Regions from separate parts of the Zea mays genome. Here region 2 is linked to region 1. Evidence: chromatin contacts called from public Hi-C data. All regions are on one chromosome and are shown on one strand. Each heading gives the region's core, a stretch centred on a gene start, on an enhancer-like site or on the middle of the called end of the contact. The rest is flanking DNA. Distances are from core to core; before and after follow the strand shown.

The links. Hi-C and Micro-C count contacts between places; a contact is called where the count stands out from the background.
Region 2: a contact with region 1 is called in a Hi-C map of leaf, with 7 times the contacts expected there. The contact joins the promoter of LOC103627858 here to the promoter of LOC100193325 in region 1. A contact is called at or near these places in 2 of 25 Hi-C or Micro-C datasets (ear and leaf).

What each region holds. Positions count from the first base shown.
Region 1 is chr5:221,775,643-221,781,913 of Zm-B73-REFERENCE-NAM-5.0, reverse strand. LOC100193325 (embryo defective12) reads left to right here and starts at 4,150. Exons shown (of 10, transcript NM_001138462.2): 1 at 4,150-4,535; 2 at 4,672-4,711; 3 at 4,831-4,890; 4 at 5,270-5,331; 5 at 5,472-5,527; 6 at 5,611-5,644; 7 at 6,041-6,113; 8 at 6,199-6,271. The coding sequence starts at 4,243.
Region 2 is chr5:222,121,817-222,127,946 of Zm-B73-REFERENCE-NAM-5.0, reverse strand. LOC103627858 reads right to left here and starts at 4,159. Exons shown (of 2, transcript XM_008648170.4): 1 at 3,175-4,159; 2 at 1,546-1,904. The coding sequence starts at 3,767. The coding sequence ends at 1,793. LOC100274010 reads left to right here and starts at 3,613. Exons shown (of 6, transcript NM_001148395.2): 1 at 3,613-4,315; 2 at 4,751-4,903; 3 at 5,085-5,498; 4 at 5,597-5,673; 5 at 6,064-6,130. The coding sequence starts at 4,177.

The DNA.
Region 1 (6,271 bases), core at 2,901-5,400:
CTCTTGTGGTATTGTGTTTTGTTGAGACTCCTCTCTAGCCACTTGGCGATTATTGTGCTAACACTTAACAAGTTTTTGTGGCTATAAGTTTAAGTTTCACAGGATCACCTATTCACCCCCCTCTAGGTGCTCTCAGGTATTCAAGTGGGTCTTTGGACCGCTTGAGAGGGGTTGATTGCAACCCTCGTTCGTTGGGACGCCACAACGTGGAGTAGGCAAGTGTTGAACTTGGCCGAACCACGGGATAAACCACTGTGTCTATCTGTGATTGATCTTCTTGTGGTTATCGTGTCTTGCAAAGACTCTTATCTAGCTCCTTGGCTTTATTGTGCTAACTCCTAACCAAGTTTTGTGGCATTAAAGTTTAAGTTTTACAGGATCACCTATTCACCCCCTCTAGGTGCTCTCAGAAATTTCCCGTGGAGAATCGGGAATCGAGACCCGTTGCCATTTCTATAAACAACAAGCTTTTCTCTTTTTCTTTCCCAACAAGAACGTGATAGCTCTAAGGTTATGATCAACCGATCGTGTTTCTAAAGATTGAAATAAAAGATATGGACAGGAGACAACCTTAGCCCATACGTTGCTCTATATGGAAGGGCAACATCGGCGGTGTTTGGTGTTGTTGATGATAGTTAGGCATCGACCGCGATGGTCGCTTCTGATGTCTTTAGGCTCGTATAGACGTGTAAAATATTATTTTTTTGCTATAAATTGCACTGTTTAGAAAATCGATTTTTAAAATAAGAAGTGTGATAGGGAATCATAAAGGTAGTACGCTGGAGACCGTCCCAGTTAGGGATGGCAAATTAACTTGCAAATCCAAAACCCGACGGGTATCCGACTCGACGGGTGCGATATAGGTGAAGTTTTTTTACCTATAGGTGCACCCGCACTCGACCTGAAGTTTCACATTTGTGGGTGTGGGTTTCTATTTTAACCCGCGTTGACCCACACCCGATTTGAAATTTGGTTTATTCTTTATTTTGCACAAAAATAATTAAGATACAATAGTAATTAGTTTGATAAGTAACTTGGCTAATAATTCATGAAATGTTTTGTTACTCCTCAACATGGAAAGACATAAATTCGTAGATATAACTCAATTATTCACGGTTCTTAATTTCTTATAGCCGAAATATTGTTTAAAAATGTGTACTGAGTAAAAATCTGCGTGTGACTCGAAACCCGATAGGTTCAGATGCGGGTTTGGAATTGCACCTACGATACGATCACGAGTGGGTTTAGATAGACTTCACGTGTGATCATGGGTGGATTTTTGCTCCACCCGATCAAAAGTCGATCCATTGTGATTAGAGGTGTCAATGGGGAATTCTCCATTGGATTTGGACACCTCGTACCCATTGCCATGAAGCTATACTTATCCCCATCTTCGTACCTATACCCATTATAGGTATAAGGTTCATCCCATACATATCCCCATTCACGTATTGGTTCCTTATTGGGTCTCCATCTCCAACAAAAAAACATTATCACATTATATTTTATTTGACACACGTGACACCCAACAACAATATATCACCAATAAATTTAACATGTAAAAAGAAAAACATTGTTTAACCATATAAAACAACAAAAACAAAGTGACACGTGGGCTAATGGATGAGGCGGTTAGTGGCTGCATGCCTGTGTTGGGTAGATGTATAGGTGTACATTCGGGTCGGGCCGCCCAAGCCCGAAAAGACCCGTATTATTTGAATTTCGGCTTGACCCGTTTGAATTTCGGGTCGGGCTGGTCCATGGGCCTAGCCCTCGGCCCACGACCCGGCACATAATTACTTAAACGTGTCGGGCTCATTTTGTGTGGCCCGAAATTATAAAAGCCTGAAATTAATTTTTTGGCCCGAAATTCATATCAGAACCCTAAATTCAAAACAAATTTAATAAAACAAATAAAAGATAAGCCAAATAAATCTGAACAAAAACAAACTTAATATTTGTATTAAAGTTACGAGAGCTATGCAACGACTACCTCGTTTACAAATCATTTTGTTAGAAGGAAAAAGAAGTAAAATCAGCTCTATACAAAGTTCGTAAGTTCAGTTTATTATCTAATGTTCATAATAAAAGTAAAATTACATCACATACTCCAATTCAAAGCTACAAAAAAACATCTAACTAGCATTATCTCTAACTTTATGTTCTTTATCAAGTAAATGAAAATGTGGAATGCAGTGCAGTTTTAATAAATACTAGTCGGTTGCCCGTGCGTTGCGACGGCTTACAACAATACCCACGTAAACTGTCAACCAAAAAGATCTCAATATTTTTTATTGATTGTCCCTGCTCTTCGTATAATATTCTTTTGATTTGGCTAATTGATGTTATTGTTTACTCCATGTAATATGTCTTGGTACAACGCGGCCAATGAAGTGTGCAATTAGAAGAGAGTTCACAACGACGACTGACTGAACGAACAGAAATTATAAAATGATATAATTCCACGATACAGAGACCAAATAAGAAAAAGTTTGTGAGCTCAAGTTTCTAAAATAAGTCACATGAACTCAAACTTATAAAAAAGATAGATCAAAATATGAAGTGATTGTTAAAGTCAGGCACCAATAAACACTGGATGCGCTACATATAAATTATGCTACTTCGTAGCAATTACTAACATTTAAAACCAATAAATAACCTTTCCTTTTACTGTTAGTGTGACAAATCATTGTTGCTCCATTCAATTCAGCAACCTCAAACACCATGAAGCCCATTGCGCCAATGTGGTCTCAGAAACGACCTAATGCTTGCAAAAGGCAAGAACGACGTGTCGTGCTTGGGCTATAGCCTCGGCTCGTAGTGCTGGCCCGGCCTGACACGATTATATTTTTTATTTTACAAAAAACGTATATACGTATATACAATTTATATTCAATATTAAAAACATCTTAGTATGATGTTCTACTGGTTAGACACTTTCACCCAGTGTCTGTCGCCCTGATGGACTTCTTTCATCAGGGCATGGGTTCGAATCCCATCTCATGCACCATTTTTTAACATTTTACGTTGATTTAATCAAATGGGTCGACAGGCTAACAGGCTGGTCTGGCATAGTCAGCAGGCCGGCATGACGGGACGACGTTGAAACTGGTGCTTTAAGTACAGTATAGATATGGGCATTTCGTGTCTCTATATGGGTCATTCCGTGCCTGCCTTAAATGGGTCGTGCTCGTGCCCGCCCATGGGCCGCGACCTTGGCCCAAACCCGGCTCGACACTAAAATATTTTGAGTCGTGCCGTGCCTGGGTCGTGCTTTTTTCCGTGCTTCGGTCCGGCCCATGAGGCCCAGCCCAAAAGTACACATATAGATAGATGGGTGCTTAAAAGAGTTGCGAGCGATATGGTTAGTTGTCATGCTTATACCCATGTGTAATCAGGTACGAATTTATGCTTTTCCATATTCATACCCACACACCCAATGGGTGAAGAATTTCTCTAAATATGTACCCATGGAGATTAAAATCCTCACATATCCTACCCCTAACAACTTGTTTAGGAGAAAAGGAAATGAGTGGATTGGAGGGGCTAAAATCTCCTTACTATATAAAATTTAATAACAAGAAGATTTTATTTCCTCTAATCTCCTACATTCCCCTTTCTCCTAAATATACCCTAATTGTCATCGCCATGGTTAACGGGTATGCGGCTCCATTGACACCTCTAAATGTGATCCCTAGTCCTATTTCATCATCTATCTCATCTTCTATTTCAAATTTTATTCTGTAAAACAGTATTAAATAGTGTTACCTATTGTACTACATCCTATTTTAGCAGCTTCATTCCGGGCTCAACGGATCTTAACCTACCACCGCAAAGTACGGATGGAAACACTGTCGTTTACCGTCTTCACTTCAGCAATTCGGAGGAGATTGGACGCCACAAATCTCGATCCGGGAAATCCAGGCGAACCTCGTGACTGGATTCAAGTCCGGTATACTGGAGATTTTGGAACGAAATCGAAGCGGAGACGAAATCCTCGAAGGCCCAGAACGTAAGTGACCTCATCACTCAGGCCCAGACCCAGTCCACAACAAAACGGGATTCACTACGAGGCTCATAACACTAAGGCCCACGTCCCTTCGCCCAGACCCCCACCGGAAGGGCTCTCATCGTCCCCTCCACTCCACTCGTTTCTTTCGCTTCCCGCGGCGAAAGCCCTCGAAGCAGATAAGGCCTACCGGCTGCCGCCGTGCCCGTGCTCGCGCTCGACCACCGCCGGCCATGGTCGGCGTCGCCCTCGCGCCGGCAGTGTCCCGCGTGCCTTGCCGTCCCGGCGCTTCCTTCCACGCCTCGCGCCCCTCCTCTTCGGCGCGGCTCCCGGCCAGGCCGCGGGCGCGGGCGCGGGCGCCGCCGGAGAGGCTCGTGGTTGTCGCGCGGTACTCGTCCTCGTACGAGGTCGAGGGCGAGGAGGAGGAGGAAGATGAGGAAGGGCTCGGGGGTGGCGGAGGCTGGGGGAGGAGGGACCGCGGGCCCGACCCCGACTACGACCCGGCCCTTGACATCGAACGCATCGAGTACGTCTCGCCTCTCGCGTGCCTTATATTTTATATTTACATATATAACATGTATCCGTCGTTGCAAATCTATACTATTAACTGCTGCCGTGGTCGTCTACGTGTGTTCACGTTGCGTGGTGCCTCTCTTTGTTAGGTCCTCGACCGTAAGGCTATTGGACGAACAGAAAAGAATGGTAATTCTCATCTCTAGTTATGCTGCTTCGCTAATTTTAGATTTCATTGTTGTGCATCGTTAGATTAGCTGTTCATTTGGGCATTCCTCTTCATTGTTTTCCTACATATATATATGTAGGTTGGTGTAGTATCTGTCAGCGAGGCAGTTCAGATTGCAGACGATAATGATCTTATACTGGTACGCTATTTGCCTCAGATGTTTTTACTTATTCTTTTCCTCCAAAAGGATACATTTCAGCATAAATGTTGTACAGAGAGTAACTGAGGATTGTTCACTAGCATAAATGATTATTGTAGCAGTCATGAGTTGTCATGCGATGGCTAAAAACTCTGGCCCTAACACTAGCTACTTGCTACTAGAGCAACAAAGTGAACACGATAGTTTTTTATTCCCTGCTCGGTGCAATATCTGCAGGCGCATGAACTAGCTTTGCAAACTGCCTTCATAAACAGGACATATGCTTACCTTATACCAGACGTTCATTCATCAGACGACACTTGCTATTAGTCTACTACTAATGTACACCAATTAGGATTGCTGATATTTTCTATTTCAGGCAATATTATCAATGGATGGGGACCCCCCAGTACTTCGACTCTTTGATGAGAGAGATTACAAGTATGTTGCAATTAACAACACACCAACCTATAGTTTAAATGCTTTTAGAAAAAAAAAGATTGTATAGTCGCATGGTTTGTTTGATTCAGACTTTATTCATTTTAGGATCATATGAATGCATTTTTGTTGGTTTTGTACAGAAAACATAGGTATGAACAACAGAAGAAGAAAAAGATTCAGCAGAAAAGATCTGTCGGTATGCTTATTGAACCATTCTTTTTCTGCCGATTTTGTTGATAAAGATTCAAAGGAATTGAGTTTGATGTTTATTCCTTGCAGCGAAACGCATGGGCTTGAAGGAGCTGAAAATGGGGTACGAATCATCTCAGTTTGAATTTTGTTTCAGTTCCATTGGTTATTGACCCTTATATCTAAACTGCTGCATTTTCTGGAACTTTTTATTAGACCAGAAGGATAGGTCTTATTTTATTCCACCTTGCATAGCTAAGTAACTTCTAGCATGTAAGAACTAATAAAACTTTTGAGGCAAACTTGGCTAGAGCTACTTTGAGCTATTTGCCAATTGCCATATTGGAAATGCAAAATTTCTTAGATAGATCGATTGGTGTTGGCATAGTATATTTCTGGCAATTGTGCAATAATTTATTGATTTGTCTGTGGCATCATAAGGCTCCTGAATTACAACAGACACATGTGTTATTATAAGTTAATGAGTTGGTGTTGAATTCTGTATGCATTTGCCTGCCAGATACAACATTGACATCCATGATTACAGCGTGAGGCTTAAAGCTGCAAAAAAGTTTCTTAAAGCTGGCGACAAGGTGATGAGAGATGTTTGTACAAGCACGTGACTGCGTCTGCGTGTATTTTTTAGCAGAACTTATTGTTTGAGACCGCCTTTTCCAGGTTAAGATAATTGTGAACCTGAAAGGACGGGAAAACTTGTACAAAAAAGAAGCTATCGAACTCCTTAGAAGAT
Region 2 (6,130 bases), core at 2,910-5,409, 350 kb before region 1:
AGACTCGCTCCTCGCTCCATCGTATATACATACGTAGAGGATGCCTGCACGTACGTCCAGCATACCACCGCTATGCGTACCAGTAGTCCAGTACTTATGCATGTCCTACTCTGCTAGCATCTAGCATCTTTGTTGTCACCTATCTAGACGCTAAACACCGAAACGAATTATTTGTCAGTGTTCTCTATAGAGACTCAAATGATCCACGGCACAGGGTCGGTCCGCGACCTAGGCGTGCAAGAGCAGATTCTTTGTACACGCTTCCGGACGGTCCAAACCTAGTGCCGGACTGCACGCAGTAGCATAGATGGTCTTCTTTTTCACGAAGAACCCTAGAACTCGCCTCCAGAGAGACCTCGTTGAGGCTGGGGGAGAGTTCTAAGACGTTGTTCCAGATCAATAGACCGTCATGTACGTCTCTAATCGACGTAGAGTCGAAGAGAGATTGTTGTGGAAAACTAATAAACTAGATCTAAAACTAAGACTAGATTACTCTTGCTTCTAAAAATGTGAAGAAAGATGTAAATAAGGTAAAATTAATAAGTAGATTTGATTGTATCGATTGTATGGGTTCAATGAACCGTACTCTTTCATCTATATAAACGGTGGAGGTCTGAACCTATTATAAGTCGGTTCTCAAGTTAATCTCGTAGATTTTACTAATAAATTACACTAAAAATCCGGAACCCTAAACGATTCACACGGGCGAACAGTCCGCGTGCCATTTTTTTTTGTTCAACAATCTCGCAAACGGCTGTACGTGTCATACTACACACAAACGGTGATAGATGTACACCAAACGGTCTTAGTGCGTTTGATTGTCTGTATTTGTTGTTGCTTGCATCGCTGGATGCAATGAGTTGTTGCTTGGTTGTTGTCAATCAGGCATTTGTGTGTGCGAGATGTGTGTTTGTTTGCCTGCGTAAAGATATAGAGCCAGACTTACACGATACTCAAAGCACCTTCACGGACGAGTGCTTGCCGATATGGTGATGTCTGAAATCTGGATAGTTTGTGCTATATGTTAATACCTAGTTATCCTTTAATTGGGGATGGGGACCCATTGGGACCCGAAACTCGAATGAGGATGTGTATGCCATGAGTTTTACACCCATAATGGTATGAGGATGGATCAAACATGACGAGATGGGTCTGAGATGTTATAAACCGGTAGGAAATTCTTAATTGACATCTCTAAGCACGACTCATGATGGTTCTCACACCGGTTTAGGTTGTATCTATGTCGTATCGAGATGTCACGTGCCACTTATCCGGCATATAGGCGGGCCCTATAGCGGTGGCACGCTAGAGGTTGGAGGCAGGGGCGGACCAGGAATGTCTTCCGACGGTGGGATATGGCGGCATTGAGATCGGCGACGCCGCATTTCCTCAACACATGCGTCTTTAAGTGTTTTAAGCCTAAAATAGTCATTTTTGCTTCGCCAATCACCTAATAAATAGCTGAAAACTTGGATAAAAACCAGCTCATCTATTAACTTCCTATCTAGCTAGAATAAGCTAATTTAGGACTATTTAGGAAAACCATTTTTTAAAGACTACTAGTTTATTTTTCTTTGAAAAATAGAAATCACTCGGAAACATGGAGTTTCCAACTATTTTAGCACGCTTGTAATGGTATCAAACAGCCTCTTAATCTAGCAGAAGCAGTACGGGACGAGTGGTTCCATCGTCGTCCATGCCCGTGATCCGTCCTAGCAGGCAGAACTACTCCGTTCTGGTGACCGACAACAACACGCTCGCGTCGCGTCGCGTCGTCGTATGCTCTCCCATGTCAACGCACCATCGCTTCCTGCTCCGTTCCGTCGCATCGAGTACACACGTACACGTGGTTGGAGAGCTCTGATGCCACGCACGCCGCACCATTCAACAGAAACAACAAAGCACTGCACGTAGAAAGAGAAATCATCATGGACAAACAAAGCAAGCAGCCTACTAGCCTACTACTCCCGTGCAGACTGCAGTACCAGTACTACGGGTCTACTACTCCTGCTGCTAGTAGCTCGTACCACCACTCCAGCAGAACACGACAGCCAGTGACGACGCACACAATGATGTCGGTATGCGTATATGTCCTAAACCATGATTACCTTCATGGTCACCCATCACATGCGTTAGGCTTTAATATGTACCGATTTTTACTACTTTTATAATATTGTTGTTTATATATGAAACATTCTAAGCAACCGTCTTTAATTCGAAACGAACGACCCAATAATCTCATTCATTACCGACACATATTTTTCCCCAATAAAGACTAGTTTGTCAATCCTATTATCAAGAGATTTCTATTTTACCAGAAAAAAAAATAGTTCATTTTATTGGGAAAACGTGAACCCCCGAGAAAATGAAGTTATTAAACTAGCCCTAAGGAGCTGGTTTGGTGACTAGAAAACTAGAGGAACCCCCCTTTCTATTTCCCCCTCCAATTTTGTGGTCACCAAATCAACCATATTTGTTGATCTCTGCATCCTGAAATACAATTAGAGGTGGTAATGGATCACGATCTAAATGTTTCTTCATAAATTTTAGGGTCCTAAAAAGATTTTAGTTTAAAAATAAATAGAAATAGAATCCGATCCGATTCTTAAATATTCTAGTGTAAAATTTAGAGTCTATTACCATCCCTAAGTACAATATATTTTCCTAGCATATCTATTTAGCGGGTGTTTGGTTTTCCTTACTAAAGTTATGTCATGTTAGTTAAATGTTTGGATACCAATCATAAGTAATAAATATAAGCTTAATTATATTTAATAAATTTGTCTCGTATTCTAATTTTAGTTTTTACTGTGTAATTAATTTTATAATAGAATTATATTTAATGTTCGTAATTATCGCTCAAACATTCGATATGACAAGTACTAAACTTTAATTGTGTGATCCAAACACCCGTATTTATTGACACTTTTTAATAAAATTTGTTCAAAGTTTAGTTAGTTTGACAAGATTAGAATCGGAATCATATCGTATTCTGTTCTGGACGGGCGTAGTATTAAGAGATTCAGATAAAACAAAAAGAATACACCGCGGAGTAGCAGTACAAATTTACGGAGAGATAGAGAGAGGGCTTTGACAGTTTCACAGGAGGTAGCAGTGGTCTCGAATGGCTTGGTTGCATTGCACGGCGGAGAGGATCACGCACGCTGTAGTTACCAGTGGTTGCTTGGACATGGGCGGGGTCCACTCGCTTTTCCCGCCGCCGCCACCACCGCCATTTTGACCCACGTATATCTACCATCCATGGCTGCCAGCCATGGGAGGATGCTCGCCACCGCACCGCCCGTGCCACAGGAACCAAAAGCTACAGACCTCTCGTCAATCCATGCTGAGCAGCAGTGGCGCTGTGGAAGAGGCGGAGCGGAGGGGAGGGGAGGGGAGCCGAGCTTGGCGTGGACTGTAGTGACTGCTGAGCTTGCTTGTGTAGAAGAGGTGGGAAAGAGGGAAGAGTCAGAGAGGGAGACAGAGGTGGCTTGGTTCATCTGTAACAGTCGCCATCTCTGCCTGCTTTCCAGCTCCTTTGCTTGCTTTCCCTGCCCATCTCTTTTGTTCTGGCCTGCCCTCTCCATCCCGTCCAACTCCCTATCCTTCCTCCTTTTGCTTTCCCACATCTTTGCTCCAATAATGATGGCGTGGTGGTGGGTTTGGTCGTGAACCTGCCGCTGTGGCTGTGCTGCATCCCCCACCCTCGCCGCTCCCTCGTCCAAATCCACCAGCCGTTCGCTTTCCTCTCCTCTCCTCTCCATCATCCCGGCCGGCTCGCCAGTCGCCACCCTCCCTTTCCTCTTTTCAGCTACAGTTGAGCTTGGGCAGTAGTAGGTTGGTTCTGCTTCCCTTCCCCTCCCCCGATCCCTTTTCCTTGCTGGGGATCGGGAGGCCTTCAGGCTTCAACCCATCTTCCTCCCTGTCCACATCTCGCTCCTTGTTTGGGGTAGTGCCGGCTGGTGGTGCCGCTACTGCTAGCCGGGAACCCAATTTCTTGATAGGACTGGACGACTGGTGCGTGCCAACCACGAGTTTTTCCTGTTCGCTTTGCTTTCTCGGCTCAGCTACTGCTGCTCTGCTAGGAACACCAACAGTAGTGTGTTCTTGCGCCGGCTTTTCTTGCCGTGTTTCGGGTCGATATTATTGGGAGGGTGGGTCTCCCGTCCCGTTTCGATGAGGCCGGAGGAGAGAGATGCTGCCGTGGGGAGAGTCAGGGACCAGTTCCCCGTCGGCATGAGGGTCCTCGCCGTGGACGACGACCCCGTGTGCCTCAAGGTGCTTGAGAACCTCCTGCGCCGCTGCCAGTATCATGGTAAGGATTTCTGCGCCACAGGGCTATCATTTTTATTTCTGCGGCCTGGAGACTGCTAGTATATATATTTCTAGTTCAGCGCTGCGTTGTTAGATTTCTCTTTTCCTGGATTTTGCCAAATTATCTGCTTCCAGAGTAGACGCTAAAAAATAAAGATGCTGTTGTGCAATTGCGTAACACTAGTTGTTACAGTTATATATTACATATGTACTTATCATGTATAGATTCTTCCCGCAGCTACAGATTTGTTTACATCGAATGATCAAAATAGTTAAGCACTGAATTGGTAACCTCACTACACTTTTTATATTATGTATGCTGCATTTTTTTGGGTGGGTGTACTACAATTTGGGTACTTTCACATGCAGTATGTACAAGATGCTTGTTCTGGCTTTTGCTATAGCTACTCACCTGTAAGACTTTTCATATTTGCAGTGACAACGACGAATCAGGCTGTTGTCGCCTTGAGTATGCTGAGGCAAAACAGGGACCTGTTTGATCTTGTTATTAGTGATGTTCACATGCCAGACATGGATGGCTTTAAGCTTCTAGAGCTTGTGGGGCTTGAAATGGACCTCCCTGTCATTAGTAAGTCAAAATTGCTATATCTTACTGGTGGCCGACTCTCACTGTTGTTGATAGTAGTATGCAGCTTTTATTTAATGATATTCTTATACCATCTTCAAAGTAACCATGGCATACAGCAAATCTTAAGCCTGTATTTGAGGAAGGCAAAACTTAGAATGCTAACATGTCATTATACATGCAGTGTTATCGGTGAATGGAGAGACAAAAACTGTAATGAAGGGGATAACTCATGGTGCCTGTGACTATCTCTTAAAACCGGTTCGGCTGGAAGAGCTTAGGAATATCTGGCAGCATGTTGTTAGGAGGAAATTCAGTAACTGTGATCGTGCTAACAATGATGGCTATGAGGAGTGCAATAGGCCATCAAATGCAGATTTTGATCTTGCTCACAGCCAAATTACAGCTGGGCCACCTGACCAAAGTGGGAGGCCCAGCAAAAAGAGGAAGGAATATCATAGTGAAGAGGAAGATGAAGGAGAAGAGAGTAATGGCCAAGATAACGATGATCCTTCAGCTCCAAAGAAACCAAGGGTTGTTTGGTCAGTTGAACTGCACCGAAAATTTGTTGCTGCTGTCAATCAGCTAGGAATTGACAGTGAGTCCCACTGCCACCTGCTGTTTTTTTTTCAGCTTTGCTGCTGTTAAGTTATTTGCCACGGTTCATTCACAACCTAATCTTTTCTGTTGACGCAGAAGCCGTGCCAAAAAGGATACTTGAGCTCATGAATGTTGAGAGACTCACCAGGGAAAATGTTGCAAGTCACCTGCAGGCAAGGCATCTATGGACTTAACCCCACTTTGTTCTGTTTAGCCGCCTCACCACCCTCATTAAGCAAGACATATCTGTTTTAGGAATACTATACAGTGGGAGTGCATGACAAGTGCATATATTTATTAAAATTCTTTGGTTGTTGCTGACCAGTCTTATAAATGTGGAAGAAAGGACACATAGACTGTTCCATAGCTGTATTTTCAGTTTATCGTGTAACATTTGGTTTAGACTTAATATTGCATACATTGTGAAGCTGAAAAGGACTCAGCAAGCATATCCCTGCAAAATTGCTCCTCTTGTTACTGTACATATCCAATGCCAAAATAAACTAAATTGTAGCTGACCATATATATATGCATCTAAACTGTTTGCTTTGTGTGCCATGCAGAAGTATAGACTCTACCTTAAACGGCTAAGTGCTGTGGCATCACAACAGGCTAGCATTGTTGCTGCTT